4 separate regions of the Danio rerio genome follow, and all the other regions are linked to region 1. The links are chromatin contacts, called in public HiCAR-type maps. All regions are on one chromosome and are shown on one strand. Each heading gives the region's core, a stretch centred on a gene start, on an enhancer-like site or on the middle of the called end of the contact. The rest is flanking DNA. Distances are from core to core; before and after follow the strand shown. Region 1 overlaps LOC101883493 (a long non-coding RNA gene). Region 2 holds the start of noc2l (NOC2-like nucleolar associated transcriptional repressor). Region 3 overlaps noc2l (NOC2-like nucleolar associated transcriptional repressor). Region 4 overlaps noc2l (NOC2-like nucleolar associated transcriptional repressor).

Evidence for each region. HiCAR-type assays count read pairs that join an accessible place to other places.
Region 2: a contact with region 1 is called in a HiCAR-type map of caudal fin, with 6 times the contacts expected there. The contact joins the promoter of noc2l here to the enhancer-like site in region 1. A contact is called at or near these places in 8 of 18 Hi-C or Micro-C datasets (caudal fin, embryo, fibroblasts and 3 more) and 2 of 4 datasets of contacts at active chromatin or transcription factors (caudal fin and embryo).
Region 3: a HiCAR-type map of caudal fin shows a contact between it and region 1, with 4 times the contacts expected there. The contact joins two enhancer-like sites. A contact is called at or near these places in 5 of 18 Hi-C or Micro-C datasets (caudal fin, embryo and an unstated tissue) and 1 of 4 datasets of contacts at active chromatin or transcription factors (caudal fin).
Region 4: a HiCAR-type map of caudal fin shows a contact between it and region 1, with 3 times the contacts expected there. The contact joins two enhancer-like sites. A contact is called at or near these places in 2 of 18 Hi-C or Micro-C datasets (caudal fin and an unstated tissue) and 1 of 4 datasets of contacts at active chromatin or transcription factors (caudal fin).

What each region holds. Positions count from the first base shown.
Region 1 is chr23:25,913,405-25,915,946 of GRCz12tu, forward strand. All of the region lies in intron 2 of LOC101883493 (a long non-coding RNA gene), which reads left to right. Among named protein-coding and RNA genes, the nearest start is that of samd11, 45 kb to the right of the region's middle. Within about 2 kb of position 1,262, at least 14 of the 62 cell types and tissues checked have an H3K27ac peak or open chromatin away from gene starts, as enhancers often do. A contact at or near this core is called in caudal fin and skeletal muscle, where this site is marked.
Region 2 is chr23:26,117,151-26,119,692 of GRCz12tu, forward strand. It overlaps noc2l (NOC2-like nucleolar associated transcriptional repressor), which reads right to left and starts at 1,264. Exons shown (of 19, transcript NM_001003830.2): 1 at 1,174-1,264; 2 at 188-316. The coding sequence starts at 1,193.
Region 3 is chr23:26,094,485-26,097,026 of GRCz12tu, forward strand. The region is part of intron 13 of noc2l (NOC2-like nucleolar associated transcriptional repressor); the gene reads right to left. Among named protein-coding and RNA genes, the nearest start is that of noc2l, 23 kb to the right of the region's middle. Within about 2 kb of position 1,262, at least 7 of the 62 cell types and tissues checked have an H3K27ac peak or open chromatin away from gene starts, as enhancers often do. A contact at or near this core is called in caudal fin, where this site is marked.
Region 4 is chr23:26,063,738-26,066,279 of GRCz12tu, forward strand. It overlaps noc2l (NOC2-like nucleolar associated transcriptional repressor), which reads right to left. Exons shown (of 19, transcript NM_001003830.2): 18 at 2,216-2,299; 19 at 1,390-2,090. The coding sequence ends at 1,960. Among named protein-coding and RNA genes, the nearest start is that of noc2l, 53 kb to the right of the region's middle. Within about 2 kb of position 1,269, at least 9 of the 62 cell types and tissues checked have an H3K27ac peak or open chromatin away from gene starts, as enhancers often do. A contact at or near this core is called in caudal fin, where this site is marked.

The DNA of each region.
Region 1 (2,542 bases), core at 12-2,511:
CCTCATTTTTATGTCACCATAAACTGTAGATTCATTGCAAATAATTTTACAGTATTTTGAAACATCGAAAATACAAGACATTACAGTATTTTGATTCAAAGTATTCATCCATTTCATCAACCTTATCAAATACAAATGACAAAATACTATTTAGTATTGGAAATACATGTATCATAAATAGGGGTGACACTGTGTCGCAGTGGGTAGCACTGGGCCAGTTAACACTTCTGTGTGGAGTTTGCATGTTCTCCCCATGTTCACTCCAGTTTCCCCCACAAGCCCAAAGACATGCGCTATAAGTGTATTGGGTAAGCTAAATTGGCCATAGGGTATGTGTGTGAATGAGAGTGTATGCTTGTCCGCTGAATAAAACGTGTGCTGGATAAGTTGCAAAACATAACTAACTAACTAACTAACTAACTAACTAACTAACTAACTAACTAACTAACTAAATAACTAAATAAATATTTTAAATAAAACAAACAAACAAACAAACAAATAAAAAAACAATAAATAAATACATACATACATAAAATAAGCCCAAATGCATTTAACTTCAGAAGAAATGTTAAAATGCTTCTAGAATGCCCATGCAATATAAGTTATAAATATCTTTAAAATCTAAAGATTAGTAATTAACACAAGCAATGAGTGCTGTTTATTTAACTATTACAAAAAAAACAGATTTTATACAACAGTTAAACAAACAAGAGGTTAATGTATCAAGTTACGTCTTTTTAAAACAGTCTTGATTCAACAATCTATTCATAATGACACTCATTTGATTCATTACTGAATGATTCAGATATTTTGAACGAATCGCTTTATATCTTCCTCAGTGAGGCTGTTATGTCAACTTAAACTTGTAACTGGTGGTCTTTGCTCTTTTTTTATTTTTTGTATAGCCCAAAGCAACACACGAATGGATGTTGATCACTAGTTTTAGGACAACGTTTAGGTTTTGAGCAAAAGGCTTTGATCCACTTCATAAGTTGACTACTGTATATGACAAAATGACATGATGGTAGTTATGATCATGTTGAGCAATAAATGGTGGTAGAAGACAGGCTGAACCTGTAATGAGTTGCATTAGAAGTGTGTATTCCAGTTGGTTGTGCACCTCCGTGTGCTTTTAAACTGCTGTACCTGAGGTTGCTGGAAATGACGGGGCATGAGACATTCCTCAGCATGCAGATAATGCCGCCGCTCTTGCCGCCAGTCTGCTCCGGCACCAGCTATAAAGCAGCAGCCGCAACACGACACCTCCGCTGCGAGAGGGATTTAATATAGTTTGCCACACACACGCACACACACAGAAACCAGAGATATAAGTATATGCTGCCAGCGTCTCGCAGTAAGGGGATCTGTGCATGCCATGCCTGTACATGTTCACCCTTAGCACGTTCACCTCAAACACACACATGTGTGAAGTTCACACACACACTAGGTCACGTATCATTTAAGACAAGAGATCATTGCTACAGCATGCACATTAGCATTAAAAACTAGCCCACTGTTATTTTCATTTATTTGTTTTCATTTATTTATTTTTCATTTATTTGATTTATTTAAAAACCCTACAACATAACTGCAGTAAACGGGTATATAGAAGTATAATTGCAGTAGAATTAAGTACAATTGCAAAATTGCAATACAATGAAGTTCAACAGCATTATAAGTTGCAGTAAACTGGAGTAAAAAGAAGTAAACATCGTCTTTACTGCACTTGTACTGCTGTAGTCCAATATGCCAATGCCAAGAACTGTACTGCACTTATGTTCCAAGAGGTTTGCTCTTCAGCATCTTCCAAAAATATTTTTTTCAGGGATGTTTTTTTTTTTTTTTTTTTGGGATTTAATTAATTTTCTAATTACAATTGTAAGAGTTTATTTGCAAAAATAAAAATAAAATAAAACAACTGCAGTGAACTAAATAGTACAACAGCAGTAACCTACAAGGATAACTGTGGCAAAATTCAATAAAACTGCAAAATTAATGTAGTATAATGAGGTATACACACAGTTCAACTACAATGCAATAAAGTTCAACCGCAGTAAAATGCAGTACATCTGAAGTAACATTAAATAAACTAAGAGAGACAATATAGTGATGTTATATAATTTATTACACATAGATAAATAAGTATTAAACATGCACTTTAGGTTTATTATGTCTTGCAGTATTGTTGATGTATTGCTGTAGTTACTTATACTTCTGAAAAGTGCAATACAATATATTGTGGTAGTCCTTCAGCAGTACAACTGAAGTACTGAAACCTTATTTGGAAACCCTTGTCCACTGTAGTAAACTACTAAAAGTACTAAGAACTGAAAGTAGTTGTTGTACTGTAGTTGTGTTGCAGTAGCAGTACTGCATTATAGTAGTTGTAGTACTTCATCACTTCAGTACTATTGCAGTAGTTGTACTGTAGTAGTACTTCGGTTGTATTGTAATACTGCAATATACTCAAATAACAGTTTTTTGGTGCTAACTAAAACTTCAGTATTCCTTTAAAAACTGCAGTATTCTCTATAAGAGAACT
Region 2 (2,542 bases), core at 14-2,513, 200 kb after region 1:
CCGATACAGATTGATCCAATCCGATGTTGATTTGAAAAACTGGCTCAAAAATTATCTCTGGATTACGAGATCACAGATCGCAAAAACAGGATGACTAAATCCGGATCAATTTTATCCGAATTAAACCTTTTGAAAAACTGGGCCCAGAACACTGGAATGACCATCTGAATGTAAAGCATTTGCTTACGTTTTCTGAAGTGCAGGCGTTTTGCTCTTTCCTTTCTTTGGTGAGGGTTCTTCATCCTCACAGTCATCTTCCTCATCAGAATCAAACCCAGACAACATGAACTCATCCACACTGAGATCCTCCAACTTTCTGCAAAAACATAACATAGATATCATGAAAGAATCCAATCTTTTTTTTGTTTACAGTTAGTCTAGATATTTGTGGCCATAGTAGGAATTATGTGTTTGGGATTGTATCTTTTACTAGCTTGTTTTGATTACATTTGCTCGTCTAGCACTCTTTGGATTGACTAAGTGCTGTAGAAAGTAAACATATTTTTATAATTAATAATAATATATTAATTAGTTCTAACTAAATTATCTTCTATTATATATTTTTATTGAATAACTGAATACATCACAACTGATTAAAATGAAATGAGACTTAATATGCCTAAAATAAAACATTTAATTTTAATAGATGACACATAATAGCACAATACTACAGTCAGTATGATATATGACATGAGCATCTTTACACGAAAACGATTATATTTAGGTCTATCTGTAAAGTAAATTGTTCAAACCCTTCTGTAATTACTCCTATTTCAATATATTAATTATTTAAAATAAAAAAGAGCTCTTAGGTTCAAATGCATACATATTTTTAACACAGTATGTTATCAATGCTGCATGTTCAGATAATTTCCCTTCTATTAAAATGTAATACATCATGAACGCGATTTAAAAAAACGCATCAATAAAATCACTGAACACTGAAGACACAAAACTGAAAATGTATATACTAAACTAATACAAAACCTATGAGTTCTGACCCATCTTCAGTGGCTAAAACTAGCTAGCTACCGTTAAATTTCACCAAAGAAGCGTCTTATGAAGTGAACTAGGGTTTGACACCCCCGTATACATTCAAGTTATCTGTACTGAAACACAAACAATAATATGCTACTATTTAAACGAGATTAAATAGATACGAATTAGACATACCTCTTGTTTTTCCCTGCCATGCTGGATAAAAACGTGCACTGAGACGTAATACCCACAATGCAACGCTTTAGGGAACTCAGCTCAGTTGATCTTTTGTTTAACGATGCGATAAACGCAGAGGGTCGATAACTCAGGTCCTTTTTATTTAAATTGCCAGTTTTCCCATAAAAGCTAAATTCCCGGTACAGTTACACACAACCAAGATGTTGGTGACGTTTTAAACTCTAAAGAAGAAAGTGTGGCTCTTGGTAATCCTAAAATGTCAACAGCTAGAGCAGGGGTGACCAAACTTTTTCGTATGAAGTGCCCATAACCAAACTTGATTAAGACTAGTGGGCCAAAGGTAAATGTAGTTGCCATTGGGTATTTTTTTTATTTTATTTAATGATATATATTTAAAAAATACTAGAAAATACTGTTTATTATGAACTAAACTATTTTTTGACATTTTAAAATAAGCTTATTACAGTAAAAACAAAACAATCTAATTTATAATAGAATTACACTAGTTTTTGTCTTGATTTGCCTCTGCATAATCCTCTTTCCGTCGAGTAACAGTATTTACATTTTAAAAATCTGATTCATTTACAACATTTAATTGAAACATTTAATTCCAGTTTGCTTTTTTGTACCTAAGCAATGGTCTATATGCACACAGCCCAAGGGCTTCCAGTGAACTGTTTTCTGTAATATTAATATCAGTGGTGGAAAGAGTACCAAAAAAATCATACTCAAGTTAAAAATACTGTTAAAAAATAGTGTGAGTAAAAGTATCTGTTGTAAATATTACTAGTAGCATGAGTAAAAAGTAGCTCTTTTGAAAGTACTCAAGAGTAGTGAGTATTAAAATGTTGAAGTGTTTACTTGCAATTTGTATGTGTGTGTGTGAAAACATAACATTATGTAGTGCATTTAGTTATTGTTTAAGGCCACTTGATGATTTCAGTCATACAGTAAACATCCTTCATCTTCTCATCATGCAAACTAAACAGTCTCTGGGTCATTGCATGTAAAAATTTTGGACATCTTCTTGGACACTTTTAATACTTCCTAGCGGTTTACTGCATTTATAAAGTGCCCATCTTCAGGTTGTTCAGTATGGTGCAATTTACTTGTGGAATTTGATTGGACGGGAATTGCAGGACTGATTTTTTTACTCAGCCAATCCCTAATAAGGCCATTTTGAAGGATGTATACCAGGGGTCTCAAACTCGCGGCCCGCGGGCCATTTGCGGCCCTCAGTGCAATATTTTGTGGCCCGCGCCGACCGCTGTACTCTGACAGAATCAGCGAGCGGGGAGAGAGAGCGATCCCCGCTCCGCTGATTCTATCCGTACACAGCGCGCTTGTCACTCAATGCACGTTGTCG
Region 3 (2,542 bases), core at 12-2,511, 180 kb after region 1:
CAAACTATAATACATTAAAGTTGCCACGGTCAATTTTTGAGTTTCTTTCATAATATTTAAAAAAAATAAAAAAAACTTTACTTTAAATAATTTTAACTAATGCACTATAACTGAATGATAATTTTTGCAATAAAAACATAAGTGAACAGTGGAGTTCAATGCTGAATACACTAGTCACGCACACAGAATCTGCCTTTCTCGTGATTTGCTCACCAAAGTCTCTGCATTGTCCTCTATCCATCAGGTGACAGTATGTACATTTAAACTAAATCTGATTAATTTACAATATTTAATTGAAACATTTAATTTCAGTTAGCTTTTAACAATAAAACAAACAAAAGGTTACATTAGATTTAAAATGACAATCTCTAAACCATGCCCATCATTCTTCCTCTCTTCTCAGATGAAATCGCGGGCTAAATCCAAGGTTACCATGGGGCCAACTTTGGCACGCAGGTCCTAGTTTGGGCATCTCATTGAGCAGTTTGAGATTTTTTTGGTTCTTTTGAGCACAAAAGAAGATATTTTGAAAAATGTTGTAAACTTATAATAAATGACTTTCATAGTATTTGTTTTTAATACTATGAAGTTTATTTATTACAGGTTTGCAAATGTTTCAAAATGTAAAATTTATTTCTTTCCATTTTTGCATTAAATAAAAAATGTGCCATGTTTCAGATTTCATATAATTTTTTTACTTTCATTGTTTTATGAAAACAATAATTGTTGTAATATTTGTTATTCTGACCACTATCGTTTCTACAAAAAAAATGAAAAATGAAAAAATGAAATGAAAAGATTTTTTTTAAATATAAAAAAAGTTATCAGACCTTTTATATTTATAGAATAATAAAGTCCCAGTAGCACAAGTAATGTCCATTGCACATGACACCTGTTTCAGAGAATGTTATAAACATGGAAAAACTTTCCAGTCAGGCATTTTTCCCAACACAGATTTGGCAGCTCTTCCTCCCAAAGCATATATTCACATCTCTACTCAACACCTGGCATCCAAGCATTCACACTAATCCTGACCCGGTTTAAGGCAGGGATCGGATCTAAATCCTTTGCCCTACCTAAAATTCACAGCCGCAGCCTTCGCAAACACATTCCTCCGCAATGGAAACGGGAAAACCCTGCTCTTAACTGCCCTTACTAGTTGGGAAATATTTAAGATTTAGTCAGTCAGACAGAGATCCCAGACAGCAAGGGTGGAGCGGCGTCTCGGGGGGCCTGTGGCTGCGGTGTCTTGGCCTGGGTGAATGTACTGGAAAAGCCTCCCCGTGCCAACCAGGAGAGCAGGATAATCCCTGCAGCTTGTGTGGCAATCCTCTTGGCAGCGGCACGGCGCACGGCGCTTTAGCCTGTGTAGCAGCGTGTTCAGGCTTTCATCTCCTAACCTCAATCCAGTTACAGCCAGTCAGCATGAAGACATGACAGGCTACTGGCCCAGGAGGAGGGGCCATCTTTATCTAGTCCTTCATCTCACGCATTAAAGTGATTGTCCTTTGTTTTAGTTTAAATAGAGCTTGTGCGTGTTATTTAGAATTATCTTTGCTGGCCAAGAGATTGGATTGAAAAATTGCATTTACATTTAGCAGTAGTGTATTAAATGTTTAACCGTATGTCTATTCATTAATGAACACTAAATATATCATGGTAAATTAGAACAATAAAGAGCAGCATGTTAGAATAATCTCTGAAGGTTCATGCATATTATCACTACAGATGTGATACAGTTAATGCTAGTATTTAAGCTCATATTTAAATTTCACTGTTAGCATTATCCAACATTGAAAATGTAATGAAGTAAAACAATGTAGTAATGAGCTCAAACAGAATAATAATAAAAATAATAATAAGAACAATAATAATAATAATAAAAATAATAACCACAACAATTATAATAATTAGAAACTTTTCTAAAGTTTCCTTTTCTTTTTATATCTGTTTAACCTGTTAACACTATTAACTATGTTTTAATTCGTCATTCGTTAATTAATTGTAAAGGTTTCTCAACCCCATTGTTCTACATGGAACAAAACTTCTGCAACTAAACAGTTACGCAAACTGTGCACTCGTTTACAGTTTAGAGCTTGTACATTGAGGCTAACGAGCACGACCCAGAGAATTAACTGTGGTTGAGGGAATTAACTAAGGGCCATTCACGTCGTGTCTTTTGCGTGTGCAAGTTCATTATTTCTTTTTTTCCGTACATATTGGGAGTGACGTAAACGTGGTGCACGCAGGGGCGCCCCGCCACGGCCACCCCTCAGTAAACTCTGGTCACCCCTGTGGCCACCCCTTTGACCACCCCAATATAATTTTGCTGTTGACATTATTGATTTAAATGTACTTATAAATTCCCAATATTTAAATAAATAAATAAATAAAATGCAGCCACAAAATTATTATTGGTGTTACTGACGTAGCTCTCCCCCTCAGGTTCAACACTGGTGAAAGCAAACTGATGCATGCGCGCAGAAAACCATTCCCGCGCGCCTCACGCACTCCTGTGTGAATCCCGGTTGGTTGTTTGCAT
Region 4 (2,542 bases), core at 19-2,518, 150 kb after region 1:
ACATAACTGGTAGAAATTGACTTCCATGTGAATGGAATCACCCTTAAACCCTCCCGTTACCCTAAAATCTGCCAACACCTTTAGCAATTAAAAACCTCCAGAATATATATAAAGATTTTCCTGTCTCAGACACAATCATATGTCACTTTTACTGTCAAAACTTAATGACAAAACCTCACTGACAGAAAACTTTTGCTTAGATGGCATTTGTTTTCAATTGAGAGAGCTTAAAGGGAGAGCCAACAGAGCACAAAGAGAAATAGTTTATAAAGCATCTGTGTTTTTATAGCTTTGGATCAACCTGTAAACCATGTGAATTTTGTTTTCCCCTCATTCAAAAAAAAAAAACAAAAACAAAAAAAAAAAAAACACAGAAAATATCTAAGTTCTCACACGAATTAGTTTTTCCCCCCCTCCCTCATGGCATGGGAAACATCAAAGTTCCCACGAGAATTAGTATTCCCCCCAACCCCAACACAACATTTTTTTAAAATTAAACTTAACATACACAATTTTAGTGCATATTACAAAATGATAGCATGTTACAGTGACCTCAGTATCACCCAAAACAAATGTGTGTAATTATTTTCTAAAATTTCTTATGTCTTTTTTAGCTTGAGGCCCAAAGAACACAGATGTGACCAAGTTTTCCCCATTAAATTAGGAAAAGTAATACAATATGAAAAAAGTCAATTATATATGTACATATGTTTAACATTGAATGTGGTCAAATTGACCCTAAAGATGATAGAAGAGTTAAATGGATAGTTGGTTCACTTGTTCAAAAATGTACTGGCTGGTAAGTTGCCGCCCATTAACTTCCGTAATTTTTGTTTCCTACTATGAAAGTCGATGGGTAGCAGCAATCAGAATTCTTTAAAATATCAAAGAAACTCAAAGTTTTAAACCAACATGAAGGAGTAAATGATGAGGTAATTTACATTTTTGGGTGAACAATCCCTTTAAGAGTGAGCAAAACTTTCACTTTTAGGTGAACTACACTTTTAAGCTAAATAACTACTAGAATAGAACAACTAAAAACCTGTCTTAATCTTAGTCTTTCTTAACCAATTTCCTAAAGCACCACTAGAGCTGTGTGGAGTTCTGGCAGCTTAAACAGCGCTTTAAAACATTTAGAAAAAGCCAAGCGGTTTCAGAAAGTGACGTGAAAGCACTGAAGGGGAGAGATGTTTTGGCGCGAGAACAGGCTGCGCTCTGTTTTCTTCTCTTCCTCTCTCCGCACCTGGCCAGCACAGCCTGGCAGTGGATGATACGAGCGTTTGGCAGCCTGGTGCTCAGGGCCGACCCTGCGCCTCCACCTCCTGCCTCTGGCCTCCAATTCAACACCTCAAAACACAACAATGCAACACTGAGCTGAAAGAGACACCCTTAGTTTTCATAAGGTAAACACTTTTAATAAGGCCTTCATTTGGGCAATATTATGAAGCATTAGATGAACTATGAAGAAGAGTCCTTGTGGGTGTAAAAAAAACAGTGCAAAAAATATGTTATTACTACAACAGGCGCTGTACATGACTCTTAAAGGAGATATTTCTTTAAAGGAACACTCCACTTTTTTTTTGGAAATGGTCTCATTTTAAAAGTCACCTAGAGTAAAACAGCGGATTTGTACCGTTTTTAAATCCATTTAGCCATTCTCTGGGTTTGGCAGTAGAATATTTATCTTAGCCTAAATCACTGGAAATGAAAAGTTGCTGTGGTTGCCAAGTTCCTTGATTAGTTTGATCCTTGATAGTTTCTAGCCATATTGACCTAGAAAATAGCAACTTTTCGTTGCTAATGGTCTAATCTGACTCCATGATTTATGCTAAGCTAAAAGTGTTCTGCAAGGCCTGAAGGCGATTTGTACAACAAGCTTATTTCCAAAAAAAGTCAAATGTTCCTTTAAAAGCAGTATTATTTGGGAAATAGAAAAGTCTCTCTGATGTAACACCGATTTTAGTCCTGATCTGAGAGCTCCAGGTCCTCAACCATATCTTCATCTCCCTCAGCCACCTGTTTCAGCTCTGTACTCAACATCTTCTTTGGAGCTTTGCCCTTAGAAGATGAAGGCTGCTTCTGGTCTCCATCTAAGAAAAATCACAGGAATGGGGAACAGTTTAAAAAACAGGCAAATACAGGTGAATAATGAAAACACACAGAAGTTTCCTTGAACAATCATATCTAGCCTCACTCAAAACAGAAACATAATCACCAGAATCGTCTTCGTTATCTTCATCACTAAGGTCTGTGAGGTCCTCCAGGCCTTCATCATCCTCATCAGAATCATCTTTTTCCTCTGTAAAAGATAAAAAAAAATAAAATCTTTAAAGCAGTGATCAACATGTAATTACTCTGCAGTTCAAATCCAAATGGACTTTTATCTTACTAATACAGAGGCAAGTAAGGTGAGCAGCCAGATCAAATTAGCATTTTTTAAGACATCATTAAATCAAAACAGATCATTTCTAATTTATCTGCAAGATTCAACCCAAAGCAATTTGTTTTCCTTCAGAAACTTTTATCAAAGGATGAATGGAAA